4 separate regions of the Mus musculus genome follow, and regions 1, 2 and 3 are each linked to region 4. A link is a contact called in public Hi-C, Micro-C and promoter capture Hi-C data. All regions are on one chromosome and are shown on one strand. Each heading gives the region's core, a stretch centred on a gene start, on an enhancer-like site or on the middle of the called end of the contact. The rest is flanking DNA. Distances are from core to core; before and after follow the strand shown.

Evidence for each region. A called contact is a pair of places that touch in the nucleus more often than the background predicts. Capture Hi-C pulls out chosen DNA fragments and counts their contacts.
Region 1: a promoter capture Hi-C map of adipose tissue shows a contact between it and region 4, with 3 times the contacts expected there. The contact joins the promoter of Rbm28 here to the promoter of Zfp800 in region 4. A contact is called at or near these places in 2 of 39 promoter capture datasets (cranial neural crest and pre-B cells), 4 of 484 Hi-C or Micro-C datasets (CD8 T cells, cardiomyocytes and embryonic stem cells), 1 of 115 datasets of contacts at active chromatin or transcription factors (microglia) and 1 of 9 other capture datasets (adipose tissue).
Region 2: a contact with region 4 is called in a Hi-C map of the N1E-115 cell line, with 3 times the contacts expected there. The contact joins the enhancer-like site here to the promoter of Zfp800 in region 4. A contact is called at or near these places in 1 of 484 Hi-C or Micro-C datasets (the N1E-115 cell line) and 2 of 115 datasets of contacts at active chromatin or transcription factors (astrocytes and large pre-B cells).
Region 3: a contact with region 4 is called in a Micro-C map of embryonic stem cells, with 6 times the contacts expected there. The contact joins the promoter of Lrrc4 here to the promoter of Zfp800 in region 4. A contact is called at or near these places in 3 of 39 promoter capture datasets (hippocampal neurons, neutrophils and stem cell-derived epiblast-like cells), 4 of 484 Hi-C or Micro-C datasets (all in embryonic stem cells) and 4 of 115 datasets of contacts at active chromatin or transcription factors (VIP interneurons, astrocytes, embryonic stem cells and 1 more).

What each region holds. Positions count from the first base shown.
Region 1 is chr6:29,163,451-29,166,245 of GRCm38.p6, reverse strand. Rbm28 (RNA binding motif protein 28) reads left to right here and starts at 1,522. Exons shown (of 19, transcript NM_133925.2): 1 at 1,522-1,755. The coding sequence starts at 1,638.
Region 2 is chr6:28,931,303-28,934,019 of GRCm38.p6, reverse strand. It overlaps a transcript of Snd1 not described here. Among named protein-coding and RNA genes, the nearest start is that of Gm40357, 32 kb to the left of the region's middle. Within about 2 kb of position 1,414, at least 73 of the 459 cell types and tissues checked have an H3K27ac peak or open chromatin away from gene starts, as enhancers often do. A contact at or near this core is called in the N1E-115 cell line and astrocytes, where this site is marked.
Region 3 is chr6:28,830,493-28,833,192 of GRCm38.p6, reverse strand. It overlaps Lrrc4 (leucine rich repeat containing 4), which reads left to right and starts at 1,446. Exons shown (of 1, transcript NM_138682.2): 1 at 1,446-2,700. The coding sequence starts at 1,579. The region is part of intron 16 of Snd1 (staphylococcal nuclease and tudor domain containing 1); the gene reads right to left.
Region 4 is chr6:28,260,629-28,263,394 of GRCm38.p6, reverse strand. Zfp800 (zinc finger protein 800) reads left to right here and starts at 1,471. Exons shown (of 6, transcript NM_001081678.2): 1 at 1,471-1,915; 2 at 2,559-2,677. The coding sequence starts at 2,617.

The sequences.
Region 1 (2,795 bases), core at 273-2,772, 900 kb before region 4:
GATTACAAATGGATATTAAATTCTTCCCCCTTTATCTACCACAGCTATGACTAGGTCCCCCAATACAAGTTTGTATTTGAGGATAGAATTTGATTCTTGGTTGTTGTTGTTTTCCGAAACAGGGTCTCTCTGTGTAGCCCTGGCTGTCCTGGAACTTGCTTTGTAGACCAGGTTGGCCTCGAACTCAGAGATCCGCCTGCCTCTGCCTCCCGAGTGCCGGGATTAAAGGCGTGCGCCACCACTGCCCCACTTAGAATTTGATTCTTGAGGAGGATGTGGAATTCCAAACCAATTTTGTTTAAAAGATTCTACTTCTTTTGCCCACTTTACTTTTTATGTAAGATAGGATCGACTTTATGGTAGCCTTGACAATCTGTTTTGTATTTCAGTGCCTTTTCTTCTGATTTATCTATTTAAAATATAACTGTGGTGGGGGTTCTTTTTCTAAAAGCACATATTAATTATTTGAAGCCTACTAGGACTTCATAAATTTCATGCTTAGCACATTCCTCCCACCACTACTACCTACACGTCATCCATCCATCCATCCATCCATCCATCCGTCCATCCATTATATTGAATGTGGATAACTCTTGGGGATTTTCACTGTGCCTTTCATCTTTTGTGGTGTTTTCTACCTACTGAGCTGTTGTAACTTAAAAGTAAAGACTTTAAAAGTGCCTAGGGTACTTTTTGCAGCTAGGCATTCTGCAAGCACAGCATTTTTCCATGTAAGACAGACAGTGAAGCCCACTGAGTGTTAAACACTGTGGGTAGCCTCCAGTCTGTCTGATAAACAGACATAAATGAAGATCTTCTGTCTCTGGGCAGCAGTGCATCCTAGGTCTGTGCATATAGCTGGGTGTTATGTTTGGCTTCCGTGTGCTCTGATGTGATCTTGCAGAGATTTTGTAAGATTTTAAAAATAAACGTCTGTCTCTCACTCTGGACTCTATTTTATATGACGGCAGGGACCATGTCTTTTTTTTTCGGCAATGAATTTTACTCCTAATATATAAGTAGGAGCTCAATCAGTAAGAATTGAAAATATGATTTCGTACGTAGTATTTGTTCTCTGGGGATTTTAGTAGATACAATTTGTCTCTGCGGCCAAGTGACAGTTTGTCTCATGTTTTCTGAGGACATGTGACTAGTTCAAATTATGTATGTTACATGCTTGTGTCTATGACGTTTTGCATATGTGTTTTTTTCCCCCCGCGTGATATGTGGCAACTCTTCAGAAAAAAACTTATTGAACACCCACTCTATGTCAGATGAGGGCAGGCTTAGGGGGAAAATGACTTCTGCCTGCTTTGGTGAATTTGGGGTCGAGTTCCTAAATGAAAGATTTTAAGAGAATTTTAAGCTGTTGATGTCAAGTTTCCCCCAGTGGCGGGGGCGGTGCTGGGACTGCACAGAGACCGTCGTTCAAGAAGCTCCGCCCCCAGGACGTCATTTTTCTTTTTCTTTCCGGAACTATTCCTTCCAGTCTGCGTTTCCTCCCGGACTCTTTTGAGCAAAGAGGACTTCCTGAATTTCCCGGCAACTCGGCACCGCCTTCCTGCCAGAGCTCATCCCAGCCCTCGCTCGCGCCGGCGTGAGGTGCTCGCAGCCTCACGCGCTTGTCTCTCGGTCTCATGGCCGGTCTGACTTTATTCGTGGGCCGTCTCCCGCCCTCGGCTCGCAGCGATCAGCTGGAAGAGCTGTTCAGTCAGGTGGGTCCGGTGAAGCAGTGCTTCGTGGTGACAGAGAAAGGTAAGGAGTGGGATGGTGCAGAGGGCATGTGCAAAGGTATGGGAACAACCCAATTTCAGGGAGCTCTATAGTTATGATCTGTTTGTTTTGAGACAGGGCTCTCACTCTTTAGCCCTAACTGGCCTCGGATTCGCTACCGGTAGCCCGTGTGCTTCTGCCTCCTGAATCCTCCGATTAATGACGTGAGCCATCCCAGCAAGTTCTTTGCTCTCTCCAGAAGTACGGGACCGGGAGCTAAGATTCTTTTCTAAACGGACTCAGCTGGAGATCGGCCAATAAGGTTGATTTATGAAAGGCAAAGCACTCACTTAACGTTTCCATTGCGTTTTCCCCTTTATTACGCGTGTTCAGGAGTTCAAACGCAGGCCCATTAGCTTGGAGTAATGGTAGTAATCCCAGCATCTGGGAAGGCTGTGGCAGGAGGATTGCTGGTAATTCGAGGACAGCCAGGTCTATATAATAGCGAGTTCAGGACAACTTGGATTACATAGCGAGACCCCGTCTTCAACAAACATCCCAAAGTAACGTTTAATAAAGCACCAGTGCGGCTTATTGAGATGGCTGCTAGGCCGGAAGAGTGCTTAGTTTGACATGGGTTAACTTACTTAATGTTCTCAACAATCTTATAGGACAAAGAGCCTTAACCCCATTTTTTTTAAATAAAGGAATATAATCTTTAAAGACATTAAATGGTCTGGAGTTGATCTGGCTAGTGAGAGGACTCAGTTTGATTAGCACGTTAGCACATCCTATGCATTCATCTGTTTATTTATTTATTACTTGTTGGATGCCAACTGTATTTTAGAACATTGCTGGCTGCCCTTAGGATACAACAGGTGTGTGACACTAAATCACTGACGCAGATTCTGTTCTCATACACTTATGGTTTGAAAGACAGCCAACAAATAGCCAAACTATATGTTGATAATGGTGATAAATTTATGCTAAGGAGAAAAGTCAAAAGAGGGAATGTGTGTGTGTAGATAGGGTGGCTAGGGAAGACCTGTTTGAGGAGAGTGAACTAAGAACTGGGGGGATAA
Region 2 (2,717 bases), core at 165-2,664, 670 kb before region 4:
TAACCCTTAAACATATTGCACTACATTTCTCCTTCTATCCGCGTACAATGATCAATTTTAATTTATAAATTAGGTCCAGGATGAAACTAAGAACTACTATTATAAAAAAAAAAAATCACGAAGGCTTGTGGCAATTAAACTTGTATGAATGTAGTTTTCTGCTTCTCAGTATCTTCTTACACCTGCAGCTTCCCTATGGAACACATGTCTCAGTCCTATTATCACTCCTGGGCCATTGTTACGTTAGCACTGAGCACCAGGCCCTTCATTCAGTCTCAAGACAAGAGCTGAGTGATAGTCCTACCATAGTATGTAAGGGGTGGGCACACCGAACAGAAAGTGGGGTTTCTATCACAGACAACATACAGCAGGCGTCTTGAAATTTGATCATACCGTTGCTCAAGATGATACAGAATTTAAATCATGTAAATTATTTTTAGTGTACAGTCTGTTTGTTTCCTATGGTGTGGCATAGGCATGCCACATAGAGCAAGCATAGAGAGGTCACAGGAATGTTGCTTCTCTTCATCCCTCGTGCTCAGTCTTGGGCATTGAATGGACTTGCCACTCACTGGGTTATCTCGACAGCTCTAACTTGTTCATTTCTAGAATTTTCCATTTGATATTTTCGGACCATGATTAATTTCAAGTAACTGAAAGAAAACACAAGAGTACTGCTGAGCGTTTGGTAATTAAAAGGAACTCAAACATCGGATAATAAAATTATTAGATATTTATATTGGTGTGGTCTACATATTGCTCACAGTTTAGCGTGCCTAACCCGATGTCTAATAATAAACCACACACAGTCCTCACCTGCTCCAGTTTTCAGCAAATCTCTTTATGTGTATATGCGTTCTGTGTAATGTATATATTTATTGTGTGTACATGTTTGTGTATGTGCGCGTGCTTGTGCGCACACATGTGTGCTCATCAAAGATCTCTTCCTCGGCTGCTCTCCACTTTATTTTTTGAGCTGGGCCAGGGCAGGACAAGCACTTTACGGATGAATCCATTTCTCCAGGCTGCTTCTTGGGTTCCCTTACTGGAGAGGCAGGGATTTGAAGAAGGGTGCACAGAGACCTTGCCTGGGAGAACACACGCTCCAAGGCTCACATACAGCTGCTGGGGAACGCTGTGGGAGCCGGCTTCTCTACGCTCTAGTGATTTCCACAGTGCGTCCTTTGCCTTCTGTCTGCCAAAATTCTACAGCAGTCACCAGGGTGTCTGGCAGCAGAAACTCCCAAGCCCTCCATTAACATGATCACTGCGGGGCCTCACATTAGTGCCCTGAGTTCTGTGAATAGCCAGTTCCCAATTATCTGCCGCTTTCCAAACACCCCAAGTCAGTGACAGCGTTTCCCTGCCACTGCCTCCACAGAAACGCATCTGGGATGCAGCCCGCGTGGGTCATGCCATCTCTGCCTCCGGTTTCTGGGAATGATCTGGTGCCAACTTGAAGGCTTCATTCCGAAGACTGCAGGGCTTGGAGGTCAGGGGCAGGCGGAGGATCTGGAGTCCTCCCTGTGTAAGGGTTGTGCGGCCTGAACAGGAACGCCCCTCCCCGCAACCTAGCGCTCCAGAACCCCTGCAGTTCATCCTGGCCAGAAGCCAGAACAAGCTAGTTCCTGTCTTGCCTCAGGACCTCAGGAGATCCTACCCAGAATTCCCGGATCCCAAGCCTAGTGCCTTGGGGGGGGGGGGGGGGGCGGGGGGCGGGATGGGGCAGGGGTTGGGTAAAGGAAAAGGATAAGGAAGAAAGAATGCAAGCAGAAGGCAGAACTGGGAGTGCTGAGAGCTCAGGAGAGGAAGGAGACGTAAGGGTCTCAGTGCCAGGCAACTTGTGCTAAGCCCATATACCGCATCAATCCTCAGTTTGGGTTTCAGGCTTGTCACACACAGGATGCTCCAGAAAGTATTTCCTGTTTGATACTATACAGGGGGGGGGGGGGAGTGGGGAGGGGGCAGGCATGAAGGGAAAGGACGCCTCAGCGGAGGGAGGTTAGGTGTGTGTGTGTGTGTTGGGGGGTGGTGACAGGTCTTTCTAACCACTAGCTCTCCTCCCTACTCAGCAGGAAGCCTGCCCCTGATGAGAGGCAGAACCTGCAGTGCGAGCCCCATAGCCTTCCCTTCCTGTCCACTCCCGGCCCTCTTGGGGGCCCACTCGGATGATGCCAGAGCTTAGCGGTAGCTGTCCTGTCCTGCTACTCATCTCTCCTCTCCCTCTAAAGTGTGTGTGTGTGTGGGGGGGGGGGGGGGGTTTGAGACGAATCAGGACTTCTGGGCTCTCCTACAGCTCAGCCTGAATCCCCTACCCCCACCCCAGCCCCCCTTTGGAGCCCATCCCTCGCAGGCTTAATTAACTCCACAAAACACTCGATAGCCCTTGGTGATGGGAGCTATAAAATTGCAAAGTCTGATTAAAAATAATAATGAGAATGCCTGGCGCCCATTAGCCTGTTCCTGAGCCCTTAACAAGGATTAATTAATTAACCAGCTCCTTCGCAGAGTGGGGAGCAGGCAGGGTGATGAGCACCCCTTTAGAAGAGGGGTGCCTTAGGTAAGAAAAAACGGTGCTCTGCCGAAGGCTTTGCCTGGCCCACTCTGGACCTTAATAGGGGCCAGGCCATCCAAACAGAGCTCCGGGCCCAGCCTTTAGAAGCATCCGTTTGTGCCAGCCCCTGGCTATGCAGCTTGGAAGGCTGGCTTCCTTGTGT
Region 3 (2,700 bases), core at 197-2,696, 570 kb before region 4:
AACCCCTTGAGGGCAGGCGGCAGAGGGAGAGCGGTGTTAATACATAAGAGCACTGCATCACGCTAATCTTCTCCCTAGAACAGTATGCGTCAGCAGTACATTCACGTTCTGACTGAAGGACAAAAGGATGAGAGAGCAGTCTGCGTGGCTGCCACCTGCAACACCGCGAGCCCGGCGCGAGGAGGAGACGGTGGGCGCCGAGCGCAGGGGCCCCGCTGCTGCCACCGCCGCCGCTAGCCAGCGGGGACCATGTTCACCGGCTTCGGAGCGTTTCCCGCAGCCGCTACCCCCACTGCTCACGCTGCCGTCGCCAGCGCTCTGGCCGCTGCAGCAGCCCGCTGGCAGCTCCGTTGCTGAAGGCTCCGGGAGCCCAGCGGCGAACTCGCACTCTCCGCACAAAGCCGGGGCCGGCGGCGCGCCGGGAGCCCAGCAGTGGCGGGCGGCGGCGGGCGCTTGCGCGCTGCCGGGGGCTGCGGCCGCCGCCGCTGCCGGACCCGCGCCCGCCCCCGGACTCCCTGAAGGGGCCTGCGGTGCGGGCGCGACCGCGGGCGCTGCGCGCTCCTCCGTTCGCGGACTGGGTCCCAGCACCACGTCCACGCCGCTGCCCCTCTGGGGCTGGACGGATTACCGCTCCCCGCACCAGCAGACGGCGGGACTGGAGAACTGAGCCCAGTTTTTGTCTTTTTAACCCTTCCGAGAAGAGGCGAAGAGAAAAGGGGGTGTGTGCCTAGGGAGGGCGAAGGCGCAGCGAACACCTCTTAACTCTCGCAGCCCCGCGAGCTCACGACTGCAATCAGCTGCCGCCAGCTCTGGGCGGCCGACGCTGGGAAAGCAGAGTGGAGAGCAGCGCAGCAACCAGCGAGCGCGGCCTGGGCGGCTTCGGGAGCGCCCCCGCACCCCCATCCCCCGCGGCGGCCCAGGGAGAGGGCTGGGGGCTGGAGACACACTTTGGCGATGAAGCGCCTTCTCCCGCGACTGGAACAAGCTGGTGCCAGGGTCCAAGGACAAAGCAGGGAAGCGCTGGTGGCGCCGCTCCTCGGGCTCTCGGGGGGGCATGCACCTGCATAGCCCGCCGGGCCTTGGCTCTCCCTGGCGCGCCTCAACTCCGCGGCTTCGCCGGCTCCGGATTTACTAGAAGCCATTTTGTCTCCCCTACCCCTCCCCTCCCCTCCCCTCTGCCCTCCCTGCCCCCACTACTTCCCCCTTTGTTAATTAAAACTAAAGTCAGAATGGGAACGATGAGCCCAGCTCTCGTGGAGAAAGCTTAAGGACACAGCGCTAATTCTTTCCTGCTTTCCTTCCGAGGTAGGTGACAGGGAATTGGGTGGGGATGGTCGCAACGTGGGAGAGAGTCTTAGCTTTCTATGGGTTGGCCTTGAGGGTGGGCTGGTAGATGAGGGGCCGCTCAGTAGTTTCGCAGGGTTTTTCTAGGCCGATCTGCTTGTCTCTAATCGCCCCCTCCCCACCTCCTTCTCCAGATGGAAAGAGGAGCTCCTAGCTCACTTAAGCCGGGGTAAGGCTGGTTCTCTTTTCCAAGCCAAAATCCCAGGCGATGGTGAATTATGAACGTGCCACACCATGAAGCTCTTGTGGCAGGTAACTGTGCACCACACCTGGAATGCCGTCCTGCTTCCCGTCGTCTACCTCACGGCGCAAGTGTGGATTCTGTGTGCAGCCATCGCTGCTGCCGCTTCAGCCGGGCCCCAAAACTGCCCCTCCGTCTGTTCCTGCAGTAACCAGTTCAGCAAGGTGGTGTGCACCCGCCGGGGACTCTCTGAGGTCCCACAGGGTATTCCTTCCAACACCCGGTATCTCAACCTCATGGAAAACAACATCCAGATGATTCAGGCCGACACCTTCAGGCACCTCCATCACCTGGAGGTCCTGCAGCTGGGCAGGAACTCCATCAGGCAGATAGAGGTGGGGGCCTTCAATGGCCTCGCCAGTCTCAACACTCTGGAACTGTTCGACAACTGGCTGACAGTCATCCCCAGTGGGGCCTTTGAGTACCTGTCCAAACTGCGGGAGCTCTGGCTGCGAAACAATCCCATTGAGAGCATCCCTTCTTATGCCTTCAACCGGGTGCCCTCCCTCATGCGTCTGGACTTGGGGGAACTCAAGAAGCTGGAGTATATCTCTGAGGGGGCTTTTGAGGGGCTGTTCAACCTCAAGTACCTGAACTTGGGCATGTGCAACATTAAGGATATGCCCAATCTTACACCCCTGGTGGGGCTCGAGGAGCTTGAGATGTCAGGGAACCACTTTCCTGAGATCAGGCCTGGGTCCTTCCATGGCCTAAGCTCCCTCAAAAAACTGTGGGTGATGAACTCACAGGTCAGCCTGATTGAGCGGAATGCTTTTGACGGACTGGCTTCCCTCGTGGAACTCAACTTAGCCCACAATAACCTCTCATCTTTGCCCCATGACCTCTTCACACCCCTGAGATACCTGGTGGAGTTGCACCTACACCACAATCCTTGGAACTGTGATTGTGATATTCTGTGGCTGGCTTGGTGGCTTCGGGAGTATATCCCAACCAATTCCACCTGCTGTGGCCGCTGTCATGCTCCCATGCACATGCGAGGCCGCTACCTGGTAGAGGTGGACCAGGCTGCCTTTCAGTGCTCTGCCCCTTTCATCATGGATGCACCCCGGGACCTCAATATCTCTGAGGATCGGATGGCAGAACTGAAGTGTCGG
Region 4 (2,766 bases), core at 222-2,721:
ACACTCAGGTTTTCTTGACCAGACTTAACTGACAATGTCATCTTTCCAACCCCCAAATATGATTTCTATTGGCTGCATAATACCACCACATAGAAGTGGCCATTTATAGCATATTGACCTATAATCTGCATTTGCTTCATGTGGGTAGTGATTCTTGACAATGGAACAGAAAATGAGATCATAATATAATATCCTATGTAGCTGCAGAACATTTATTCTATTCTGCTCCAACCGTACAAGACGTATGCAAGTATTCCATTCAACAGTCCTATAGTAACAACTGCATTTGCTTACAAACTTCCTTTGGAATTTTGAAAATTGATTTTGGTGATTTTTCTCTTCACAAACACAGAGCCTAGTGTGGTGTCAGCCTGTAACCCCAGCTTTGAAAAAGAAAGTGCATAGTGGCAGGAGGAGAATCCTGATTTCAGGGTCATCCTGGGCTACTCAGCTAGTTCCAGGCAAGCCTGAGCTACACAGCAAGACCATCTCAAAACAACAAAAAACAAAAAACCCAAAATACAAACACATAGTGCCTTCCTTCCTAAACTTTTCTTTTTTCAGAAGCTCCAAAACTGGAACTTGAAAACTGGAAGTTAGTTAATTGTGGTTTTCATTCATCCTGAGAAGATAAAAAAGGTCAAATGGGAGCTCTCACAAAACCCTGACCAATAGCTGACACCTATTCGAGTGAAGTTAGCAAGGGCAAGAATTCCATCTCAGAGTTGGGAAGAAGGTGGCGGCAGCAGCTACTGGATATGAAAAGCAGCTCAAGGTTTGTAGATTTGACAGAAGATGGCCATCTTCGATCTGATCTTCGGGGATTTTCCAAGCAGGATGCTGGTGCCCAAGAGGGAAAGTGCGTGTTAGCCATGTGACCCAACTTCACTTCCAGGTTTGCACCCTCAGAACGTTGCCAATCGCGTTCTTTCCCAGAGCCCGACTTAGACTCTCCTGTCCCAAGTTCCAGGAGGTACACTTGGACAACAGCTGGCGAGCCAGCACCTGACAGCTCTCCCGATCCAGTCCACTTCGGGCTCCCAGTCCCTCCTTTTCTCCTCCGCTTCCCCAACTCTGCCTGGGTCGGATCCGCCGAAGCGCAGCAGCGCGAGCAACAGTTTGGTGCCCGAGCGAGCGGCGCGTGCCCGGGGAGGGGAAGACGCGCCCGCGGTTCTGGTTCTCACACCTCCGGGCGCACGCAGCCTCCGGCCGTCGCTCCGCAGCCGCCGGCGGGAGGACGCACGGGCGCGCGCCGGCGAGGCCCGCCAGCTACCCGGCCGCCCTCGGCGCCCGCCAACCCCGCAGTCTACCCTCCTCCGCCCGAGGCCGGCCCCGCGCGTCGCCTCCCCACCGGGGCTGCCCGCCCAGCGCATGCGCGCCGCGCTGCCGGGCGTGCCGGCCACACTCCCCCCACCCACTCCGTGAGCTTGTCACTTCCTGCCCTCGCCCCATCTCCGTCCGGGGTCAGTCAGTCGCTCCCTGTCGCAGCCGGAGACTTCTCTGCTTCCCCCTTCCTACCCTCTCTGCACGGCGGTCGCTCGGGCTGTCCGGGGAAGGGGCGGCCACGAGAGAACGGGACTGACTTCCATAAAGTTTCCCGAAGCATCTGCTACCCGCAAGGCCCCAGGTGGGGGACCCGCGCGGCTCCCCGCCCCTCTCCAAAGCCCGGGGGACCGTTGCAGGTGGAGCGGCGCGGCGCTGAGGGGAGCCGGGCTCGGCGCGGCCGTTGCCCTGGCGAGGGGCGCCTCAGTCCTGCCTGCTCCGGTTCCAGCTCCTTCGGCTGCTGCGCCCGGCGGTTCGTCCTGTCAACTGCCTGCGCCCGCGCGCCGCCAGCTCGCCGGCCCGGAGCGCGGAGGGCTGCCGTGAGCCGCCGCCACCGCCACAGCCGCCACCGCAGCCGCGGCCCGAGGACGTGGTGAGCTGTGGCGCTTCCGCGTCGGCGCCGCCGGGGACTCTTTGGGAGCGCGCCGGGGCCGAAGCCCGCTCGGCTTCACGCGCTGCGCCGGGGCTGCGCCAGGTGGGGCCCTCGGCCGCGTCGTGCGCCCGGCTGGTGCCGCGGCCCGCCCGCCCGCTGGCCGGCCGGCCGCTCCGGGAGTTGAGTAAGTTGGGCGCACTTGGCGGCGCGGACCGGACCCGACCTGCGCCGGGGAGACCCCCCGACGCACGTGCGTGGCCGGAGGGCGCGCGAGCCGCTCCTCAGCCGCGCAGGGGCCCCGTCGCGTCCCGCGTCCCGCGCCCGGCTCTCCGCGCGCCCGCCCGCTCGCTCGCTCGCTCGTCCGCCCAGCACGGCGAGGCCGCAGCCGCCTGCGCAGCCCGCCAGGCCTTCGCCGTGCGCTGCGCTGCCCTGCGCGCCGGACGCTGCGTTTCCGGGTAGGGCGGTGAACCTGTGCGGGGACGTGGGGCCGGAGGCCGGGCGAGCGGCGGTTTCTTTTCCGAGCGGAAGGTGCGGGCCCGGGGTGAGGGCAGAGAGCGCATGGTGGGATGGTCTGTGGAAATTGCAGCCACAGCCTCCATAGAAGTTCAGGGATAGTGATGGGTTTGTGCTTCTCTGTCCACAGCCAAGCCGCAATGAAGAGCTTCTCACAGTGAAAGGAAAATAGGTCGCACCCGTTAAAAATGCCTTTGAGGGACAAATACTGTCAAACGGACCACCATCATCACGGATGCTGCGAACCAGGTAAGTCCGTTTTTTTCTCCCCAGTGTCTTTGCTCTCCTTCACCAGAGCTACTCGGCTTTCTGCGTTGTCTCTAAGAAGTCTTTCCTAA